Regions from separate parts of the Gossypium arboreum genome. Here region 2 is linked to region 1. A link is a contact called in public Hi-C data. All regions are on one chromosome and are shown on one strand. The core of a region is the stretch at or near the end of the contact, and the rest is flanking DNA. Distances in the headings are between cores, read along the strand shown.

Region 1 (5,370 bases), core at 903-3,402:
AATTTCATTTGCAAACTTCCTTTTTGAAGCATTTCTGAATCTGCATCAACTTTCTTTTGAGCACTTTATGTAGCATTTGAAAATGAGTTTGTTCCTTAATATTTTGAGTGATTCCACACCTGTTTTTTTATGTATCATTTGTCACTTAAAGTTAGAATGTATGTTTTTCATATTATGTTCATGTTAATATTTTACCCTATGGACTTATTTGCACAGGTCCATCAGAAAGTTGAACGTATAGACATTTAAATGCCTAGGAAGTTCAAATCATTGATTTAATGTTAATTTGACAGTTGTATTGATAATTCTGGAAACTGGGGTCATGGTGGAATGTTTGATGCTCTGGCGAAGCTTTCTGCTAGTGTTCCTGTTGCATACGAACGAGCATCCGAGTTTCAGGACCTTCATCTCGGTGATCTTCATCTTATAAGAGTCAATGGTCAGCTAAGTAACTTGTAGAATTCTCCTTTTGGGTTTTAATCATGTCTCTAATTTCTCACTCTTGCTCCATTTTCTGCTATGCAGAGGATGTCAAGGAAAATAATACACCATTATGGGTTGCTTTGGCTGTTGTTCAATCTTATAATCCAAGACGTAAAGTTCCTCGTAGTGACATCACTATGCCTGATCTGGAACGTTGTTTATCAAAGGCATCATTCTCAGCAGCTGAAAATTCTGGTAAAGACTTTTAAGTTAATCCATCTTACATCATCACCACCATCATCATTAATTAATATTACATCTTCAAAACATTCAAGTAAGATGATGCTCTCTCTTTTGTTCTGTTGTCTCTTAAATACTTGATCATTGCATTATGTAAATTACTTCTATGATTCAATCTAGTTGGCTGATCTCTTGCCTTCATGCATGTAAGACTGCTTTCAGCCACCAAAATGTCAGAAAACAAATCAACAGCTTATGAAATGAAGCATCATTTTGATTTTCATTTACAGCTATGAAGAATCCAAGTCTCGTTTGCTTCAACCATTTGGAGCCATCTAATGTATTTTATTCCTTCTTTTAACAGCTTCAATCCACATGCCACGAATTGGATATCAAGATCGATCAGATCGTGCTCAGTGGTACACCGTGGAACGTCTTCTGAGAAAATATGCTTCCATTTATGGTGTAAAGATCTTTGTGTATGCATCCCCCTCCTATCAGCTATCTCTCTCTCTTTGCAAGAATATCTAATCAACTAATTTCATTTACCTTTTGTAGGTATTATTACCGTCGGTAACTTGCTGAAGGAGTATTGTGTGTTATGTTCATGACCTTCATAACTGTCTGCCAGCCATAAATTTAAGTTAGGAGCTCTCATATACTTATCTCCTTCCATGACATTTTAGAGAAGGTTGAATGTGTTGTACAATGAATTATTCTGCATGCTGTAAATATATGAATTTGATGGGATGATATGGGTATATTACAATTTCCTTTGGACCATTTATTTGGTGGGATGAATTTGTTGTTCTTTAAGTAAAGAATGCACTTGCAATACTAATATCAAAGGCTCATCAATTCGTGTTCGATCACAGTCAGTTCCATTAAAGACGACGAAGCGCCTGAAATTTTTCTCGCTAACATTGTTGATAAGTCCGCCATTAAAAACAGAAGATGAACACGCCACTCTGACATGGTGACTACTGTTCCTCTCTTGGTTCAATTACTTTGATCCAACTTGTATAAGGGCTTGTCCACTCTATCTTTTGGATCCAAATTCACTTCTGGTCTCAGAGGACAAGGTGAGTTTGGAATAATAAACTTTTAGATTCAATCTCAAAAGCTCAAAAAAGAAGCGAAATTATTAAAATATCTTTATTTATTTCATCCCAACCAATTAAAATTTAATGAGTTGTCATATAATATTTATTTTTCAAATAATCATTTTTTAAGTTTTTGCTTAGCATTTAACAATGAGCATGTAAATTAATAAAAGAATTAATTTTCTTTAATATGTTTATTTTGCTAATCATCGTTTTTATTTAATTAATTTTATCGTTTTTATTCAATTAATTTTCTAATACAGTTTATATATTTAAGTTAAATTTCACAAATAATTTATTTAATTGCTTAAAAGTATTTTAAATTAAATTATTTAAATATTATTTAAATTATTATTTTAAATTAAAATTACTATTTTTCAACCGCAGCAGGGAAGAAATAAAATTATTTGTTTGTAGTATTTTTATTATGTTCATGGAAATGGTGCTTAGTCCTCGTTCTTACCATGGTGTCGGCAAGCAACTTTTTCTTTACCAGTGTCCGCTTCGTTTTGTTATCCGGTAGATATCTCTTGACTCTCTTTTCTTTGCCTCCACTTTATTTTCTTTGGCTTCTTCTTTATCTCTTGTAATTTCAAACAATAAATTAGGTGCTTCTCCTGTGGTCGAATCGAGATACATGGCGAAGGCACCAATGAAGGAAATCAGGGTTTGGATGAAAAAGCAGAATCATCGACCAAAACCAAGGGGGCAAAATTTATGGCTCGTGTCATCAACTCCACGCCATGGTCAAGTGAGCTTGAATCCTCTATTTCTTCTCTGTCTCCCTCTCTGTCGAAAACCACCGTCTTGCAAACACTTCGCCTCATTAAAAATCCATCTAAAGCTCTTCAATTCTTTAACTGGGTTCAACAAATGGGTTTCCCTCACGATGCCCAATCCTTTTTCTTGATGATTGAAATCTTGGGTAAAGAAAGAAATCTCTATGCAGCTCGTAATTTAACGCTTTCAATTGAGAAAAGGTCTAATGGGTCTGTTAAGCTCGAGGACAAGTTCTTTAACAGCTTGATTAGGAGCTATGGTAAAGCGGGGTTATTTCAAGAGTCTATCAAGGTTTTCGAAACAATGAAAAGCATCGGCGTGTCTCCTTCTGTCATTTCATTCAATAATCTTTTGTCAATTTTGCTTAAAAGAGGACGCACGAATATGGCAAAGAGTGTGTTCGATGAAATGCTTAGCACATATGGGGTTACACCAGATGTGTATACTTTTAACATTTTGATTAAAGGGTTTGGCATGAATTCAATGGTTGATGAGGGGTTTAGGTTTTTCAAGGAAATGGAGCGGTTTAAATGTGATCCTGATGTTGTCACTTATAATACAATTGTTGATGGATTATGCAGGGTGGGAAAGGTTAGAATTGCCCACAATGTGGTGAAAGGTATGAGCAAGAAAAGTTTGGATTTGAATCCTAATGTCGTTACTTACACTACTCTGGTTAGAGGGTATTGTATGAAGCAAGATATTGATGAAGCTTTGGCTGTTTTCCAAGAGATGATTTGTAGAGGTTTGAAACCGAATAAGATCACTTATAATACTTTAATTAAAGGGCTCTCTGAGGTGCACAAGTATGATAAGATAAAAGAAATTTTGGAGGGAATGAGAAAAGATGGAAGATTTACTCCAGATACATGCACATTCAACACGCTGATTAATGCGCACTGCAATGCTGGGAACATGGATGAAGCTTTAAATGTGTTCAAAAGGATGTCAGAAATGAAGGTACAATCAGATTCAGCTACTTATAGTGTTATAATCAGGAGTTTATGTCAAATAGCGGACTTCGAAAAAGCAGAGGAGTTCTTTGATGAGCTAGCCAAAAAGGAGATATTATTAGGTCATGTAGGTTGTACACCTGTTGTTGCGGCATATAATCCCATGTTTGAGTATTTATGTGCTAATGGAAAAACTAAGAAAGCTGAGAGAGTGTTTAGACAGCTATTGAAGAGGGGGAGACAAGACCCTCCTGCTTACAAGACTTTAATCTTAGGGCACTGCAAGGAAGGTACGTTTGAAGCTGGATATGAGCTCTTGGTCTTGATGTTGAGAAGAGACTTTGAACCGGGTTTTGAGATCTATGACTCACTGATTACTGGTCTCTTGCTGAAGGGTGAATCTCTTCTTGCTTGCCTGACCCTGGAGAAGATGCTGAAGAGTTCACATCTCCCACAGACATCTTCTGTTCATTCCATACTTGCAGAACTTCTGAAAAAGAGTTGTGCCCAAGAAGCAGCCAGTTTGGTAACTCTAATGCTGGACCATAGAATTAGACTGAATATCAATCTCTCGACACAGACTGTAAAGTTGCTGCTTGCAAGACGGATGCAGGATAAAGCTTTTCAAGTTCTTGTATTACTATATGATGACGGCTATATGGTTAAGATGGAAGACTTGGTTCATTTCCTTTGCCAGAGTGGAATGCTTTTGGAGGCGTGCAAGATGATACAATTTAGTTTGGAAAAGCACCAAACTGCTGATATTGAAATTTGCTGCACGGTCATAGAAGGTCTTTGTAACAACAGGAGACTTTCAGAAGCATTTGGTTTGTACTATGAGCTCGTGGAGAGGGGTAAACATCTAGAGTTGAGATGCCTTGACAATTTGAAAATCACATTACAAGCTGGAGGACGGCTAAATGAAGCTGAGTTTGTATCGAAGAGGATGCCAAACCAGTGGCAGGCTAATGATGCTTCTTCAAAATTCAGCACCAGGATGCCAAAATTTCAGCAGCAATAATTCCTTCGGATGTCTTTATTTGATTCATTTTCCAAAAGTGTCAAACAGGTATAGACCAAACATCTTAACTGCAGGATTTTTGGGTCGTCTGAAGTATTGACAACGAAACCGGCGGAGTCTTCAGATAGGATTCATTTCTTAGTTCTTCAAAACTCTAATATAAGGACCAGTTTCAGTTATGTCTCATAAAGTGGGACATCATGCATTTACTAAGAAATTACTTTCTTGGATTTAGATTTGATTGGTTGATACCTTAATCCCTTGATTCAACAAGATGATGAACTGTATTATCCTGTGCCTGCTTAAGATGCCCTCCAAGTAATTTCAACCTGTGTTTCACTGGTACAGAGCTCTACTGCTTTGGTGTAGATATAATTTATCATTAACACTGTTTTCTTTCTCCCCATAACTTGCAGGTACATATTCAAAAATTTCATAGATAAACATCCCACAAATTTTAAGTACTTTTGTACGTTGTAGTTGGCCTCATTATTTTCAGCACAGAGTTCATCCATAATCAGTAATATAGGAGAATCAATTTGCAGGAAGTCCAGCACACGATTGAAGCCAACTACGAAACAATGGCGAATGGTTGAAGTCTTCCATAAATCCACATATTATTATGCAAAGAAGGATAGGATTCTCCCAAGTTGCCCAGTCTTCCGACTTCAAGGCCTAAAATTCATTTCATTTGAACATATTGTAAAGAGGAGAAACGATTAGAGAGATTTGGCTGAATTTCCGTTTTGTTACTTCTTTTATTCATAGGAAGAGGATGAAGAAAGGTTACCTTATATTAAGTTGTAGTTCCTATATTGTCTACTCATGCCAAAAGCCAAGTGATGTTTTA
Region 2 (5,370 bases), core at 1,241-3,740, 520 kb before region 1:
CTGGTGATTTTATTAGAGAATAGTGTGAACAGAGCTGAGAGATAAAAATTAGTGGATGAGGTTTTGAAGGGTTTCTTCTTTTAAACAAGGGACCCTTTTAGTCTTGCAATTTTGTCGAGAAAATTTGTGTCTTTGATGGTTGATTTAATCTTATAGTCATCTGCACTAACATAGCAATTAAATTTCCGGAGGGTTCAGAATTGGGATTCCTTCCAAATGACCATGTAGGCATTCCCTTCCTCTTGATGCTCAATAGGTTGAAATGTCTCAGTCATCTGCCATGGCTTGGCTTTGAAATCCCAGTTTTGTTCCCGCCTGTTGATTTTTGTTGATAATCATGATGCGATCTCATTTTGATTCCGTTTTCTGCTCCTCACCTTAGAAATCTGACTGTAGATTTATATTTCTTTTTCCTTGTCTCCACTTTATAGGAGAGTGAAGCTTCTTTCTCTCGAAGGATGCTCGTTGCTAACTATCAAAGGTCTGGAGTTGGTAGTGCTTTCATGGAAAGAGCTTCAACGATTGAGAGTGATGTCGTGCAACAATATCAAGGATACTGAAGTCACACCTGAACTGGCAACCTTGTTTTCTGTCCTGAAAGAGTTGATATGGAGACCAGATTCCCGTTCTCTGCTATCATCAAATCTTGCAGGGACTGGAATGGGAAGGAAAGGCGATAAATTCTTCAAGAGATCAAAGAATTGATTGTGCTGCCTATTTCCATACATCTAGGTTTGATGTAGTTAATGCACATATGAACCAAATAGTAGTAGTAGCTGCAAAGAAAATGCGATAGAAACACGACCCTTAGGATTCTACAATCACCATCCATGCTATAAGTGTAGATGGTGAAGCAAGAATTACTTTGATAAATGTGTTTTTGGTGCCTGGGAATGTTGTACCGTGTAATTTTTCATTGAGGTTAGATTTTTTTAATTTTATTAACAAGTAGAATCATCTGACTTGTTAGTTGATGTAAAACACAAGGGTTAATGATGTAGTTTACACAGTTTTATGCTCTTTGTTCAAACTCACTGTAATTAGGATCTATTTGATTACCTTTATTTATGGAATAAATGATCTTTTTATTTAGGATCAATGTTAGAGATGCCTTGGTTTTTTTTTTCTTTTAAATATTTTATATTCATATTTTGTTAAAAAAAAAAAAACTAAGCATCTCAAATGGAGCTTTATCAAACAAATAAAACATATGTGATTTATTGTATGGTCATTTTTAATAATTCATACATCATTAGCAAAAGTAAATTATTGCCACACATACATCATTAGTAGGGCAAAATTAGAAAATTCTTTTAGGGGTTGAAATAAATTATAATTTTTACGATAATTTATATTTTAATAGTCTATATATTTATAATTTTAAAGAATTAAATTAAAATTTTATTATTTTTAAGAGATTAAAATATAATTTTATATTTATTAATTTAAAATATTAAATAGTCTAAATGAAAAAATTCTATTCGATGATTACCCCTGATCATTAGATTTATGATTCAATTTTTTGACGTGGGTATGCGAGTGAACACCTTCAATTAATGGGCCAAATATTGCAATATTGCAGTTCTACAATATAATCATTTTTAAGTAGTAGGGATGGCAACGGGACATGTAATTGTTTTTGGTTCCCAAAGTCCCAATCAAAATTTTAACATATTTTATCTTAAATTTTGCTTACAGGTTTAAAATTTGATCTAAATTTTTTTCAACAAAAAGTTAATTGGAAAACCTTCTTACTACTCCTTCAATTTTTTAAAAATAAAATAAAAATAAAAATAAAATAAAAATAAACATAAAAATAAAAAAGATGCTCCAGTCCGATCTAACCTCTAAGAAATAGGATCTAAAATTTTGGAATCAAATCTTAAAATGTGTGCTTATTTTGCTAATTTTATACTTGTTATCTACCATATTTACATACTTTTACATTGAATTTGGAGTTAAAAGGAAATAATAGTAAGGTAAAAGTATCGCAAACATTCTTATATTATAAATTAAATTATATTTTATCTCTTCAACTCAAAAATGAGTAAAATAGTCTTTATATGTTATATCAAATAACAAATTAGTTTTTTGTTAAAAATTTCATCTATTTCTATAAATAAAATTGGTCTCGATGTATATATGGCATGCATATGTAATTACTTAGTTCTTTTGTTAGTTATGCTTGTTTTTTATAATAAAATAGATAAATTTTAATAGAAAGAACTAGTTTGCTCGTTAATCTAAACTATAAGGATTAATTTACCTTTTTAAACAAAAAAATACAATTTAACTCTTAATATAGAAGTTTTTATGGTATTTTTACCTAATACTACTGGCGCAAAAAGGAGAAAATGTATATAAATTGGGTCAACTAGGCCTATCCAGGTTGGGCCTAGTTAGCCTGCACAATCGTAAGCGTTGGAAACAATTTCACATTGGCCAGTTTTTCAATAGGAGTACACGTGGCCGAAATTTATTGGGCGGTGGTGCGTGGAAATGCCCAGCAGCGCCGTCCCTAAAATCGAAGCATAAAGCCCACAAATTGTGTTCAAAGGGGGAGTATATAGTCGAAAAGATATTAAATAGTCTTGTCCAAAAGCTTGCGAACTCATATCCGAATTCCGAGTCGACTCAGGCGAGTTTCTCTTCTCCCTCTCTTTCATCTTCCATTTTATTTTCATTTTTGCATGTTTATAAAAACGATGGTTCTTATCTCTTTCTGGCATCCATACACAATAAGATCGATCTACTAGATTGCTTGCATGTAGATCTGGTTTTCAGATCTGATTCTTTTACATCGTTTTTTATGTGTTGTTTCTAAAGATATTCAAGTTTTAGCTTTTGAAAATTCCTCATGTATGCTTCTTATAGGATTTGGAGCATGCATAAATGTTTAATTCAATTTTGATGGATTGATTTCTATGATTTACCTTTTACTGCAATTTAATTTGGCATAATTCAATTGGATTAGACCATAAAGATTTTAATTCAAGTTTTGATGGTTTTGAATTGATCATAGATTACGATTCTTCTATTGGATTTAGTTTGAACATGGTTTATGATTATTTAGCTTAATTGATTAATAGTCGTGGAGCTTTGTGAAATTTTGGGTATCTTTGCCACTTCTCAAAACTATCTATACACTATATTGATCCCCTCTGGCCTTTTGGCAACATTCTTGTTTTGTTCCTTGAAAATTTCTTGTTATTCTCTTGTCCTCCGTTTGGAAGTTTGGAAGTTTGGATTTTGGATTTCATTTATTATTTAATAAGAATAAAATGCATAATATATGAGCAAATTAATTGAAATTAAAAAATATTAGGATATTCAATATAATATATATTAGATGGGTTTGTCAAATCCTAAAAATTTTAACAATTTTAAATTCATTACTATTCAAATCTATGGATTTGAGAAACTAATGTAAATGTTACATTTTAATTAGTTTACTAGATTTAAAATCCGTAACATATTCCAACATTGGTATAAAAAAGAGCTTTGAAAAAAATTCATGTCATGCACATACTCGTATCAAAAACTCATTTTTGTGTGAACATAGTATATGTATTGCATATAGCATGGCAGGGCAGTCATTCTTCACTATGCTCCCATCAATAAAATTTAATGAATAAATTTTCATATATATATATATATATATATTGATTCTGAAAACACCGATTGTCTAAATTTTGATCTAGTATTGAAAATAGAAGTTGGTTGTCATATAGGAATGGCAACTGGAACAGCACCACCAAGAGGAAGTGCAGCAGCAGCTGCAAACATGCGGAGGAGGAGAACGACAAGTGGTGCAGGTGCCTCGGGAGGAGCTGCTGGCACAATGCTTCAGTTTTACACAGATGATGCCCCAGGGCTGAAGATCTCTCCAAATGTGGTGCTTGTCATGAGCATTGGTTTCATTGCATTTGTTGCCATTCTCCATGTCATGGGCAAGTTGTATTTTGTTCGTAAGGAGTAGGGAGGGGCTTTCCTCAATACCTGTATTAACAAGTACCAAACAAAGATCAATGTTGTAGTTTTCAGTTTTGCTTAATAAATGGATTTTGATTTGATTTCTCCAATATTTGGCGTACTGTGAAGTCTAAATTGATCCTTGTTTATGCTCAACTTGGTCCATGCAGTGGTATTTTTTTTTTAATCAAGTTTTACTGTTTATGCTCAAATATGTTAGGTCTGGAATCATCTCTTTGAAGTTTTTGAGATTGTAGTGACTACTAGCCTTCATTTTTTCTTGGAAGTATCCGAACCCATATTATTGTGATTTTATCTCCATTCCATTCAATTTAAATCAAATCAAATTTGTTTCTAAGATCTTATAAAATTAAGAATTAAAATAAAAAAAACTGAAATATTTTATAAAATTAAGAAATTGTTACAAATGATAATTCATTATGTTTGTCCATAATTCCTTAGAACTAAGTATGTAAAAGACTGTAAATGAACCCAAAAAAGGAACACAACTATTCTCATATTATGTTTAGGAAAAAGAATCATTTATTAAGGAAAGTAAAATGCAAGTATCCAAGTCAAAAGGCTCACTCCATACGCAAAACATTGAGTAAACTCTTCGAGAAAGACGGGAGGGGAATTTCGTCCCACCAGAATATAGACACTGTAATTGTGTCTTCAATAGTAAACAATTGTAAATCAGTGTACCAAGCTCAAAAGCATCACTCGACTTGCGCAAAAGCGCATTGACTATCGTCAAGCAATCCGACTCTAATATCACATTATCGAGCAGTATAGATTTTAACTAAGAGAGCACCTCATGGATTGCAAATGCTTCTGCTAGACAAGGGTTTAAAAGGGCTTCCCCAAATTCAGGAAAACACTTCACAACATGGCCATCGTAATCACATACTACCGCTGCAAATCCAACAGCCCCGTTTTGCTCCAAATGAGCTGTATCAACATTACATTTGTAGCAGCCCACAGGGGGGCGACCATTCATCCAAGTCGCCGCCAGCAGCTTCCGAACCTGTCTAAAAACAGCCAACAGTGCCCGGCTGCGCAGCAGCGAACATACTCGTGGGTTACTACCAAATATGCAGAAATGCATCATCCATTCGCACCAGATTAGTCGCAGACGAGTCTTAACCCTTCCACAGCAGCAGGTTTTGATGCACCCATAAGAACCATAGCAGAATGAGGCATCGCTGCGTGTGACCAAGCACAGATGAGGCGAATATACCAGTGAGAAACTCGACAGTAGACTGGGGAAAAGCCAACCGCTTTCCAAACAGCTCATGCCTTGGGGCAAAGTAGTAGGACATGGTCTAAGTCTTCGGTGCCCTCACAACTTGAGCACAAAGGAGCCACCGAAATGCCCTTCTCCACTAGTTGAAATTT

Evidence for each region. Hi-C and Micro-C count contacts between places; a contact is called where the count stands out from the background.
Region 2: a Hi-C map of leaf shows a contact between it and region 1, with 4 times the contacts expected there. The contact joins the promoter of LOC108467952 here to the promoter of LOC108455650 in region 1. A contact is called at or near these places in 2 of 5 Hi-C or Micro-C datasets (both in leaf).

The regions. Positions count from the first base shown.
Region 1 is chr8:22,504,056-22,509,425 of ASM2569848v2, reverse strand. LOC108455650 (pentatricopeptide repeat-containing protein At1g02060, chloroplastic-like) reads left to right here and starts at 2,152. Exons shown (of 4, transcript XM_053032024.1): 1 at 2,152-2,285; 2 at 2,375-4,517. The coding sequence starts at 2,194. LOC108456710 (probable helicase CHR10) reads left to right here. Exons shown (of 16, transcript XM_017755322.2): 13 at 294-439; 14 at 526-678; 15 at 1,028-1,142; 16 at 1,222-1,511. The coding sequence ends at 1,240.
Region 2 is chr8:23,019,998-23,025,367 of ASM2569848v2, reverse strand. LOC108467952 (protein transport protein Sec61 subunit beta-like) reads left to right here and starts at 2,490. Exons shown (of 2, transcript XM_017768782.2): 1 at 2,490-2,638; 2 at 3,732-4,082. The coding sequence starts at 3,734. The coding sequence ends at 3,979. It overlaps LOC108467699 (F-box protein At5g07670-like), which reads left to right. Exons shown (of 2, transcript XM_017768433.2): 2 at 432-1,099. The coding sequence ends at 705.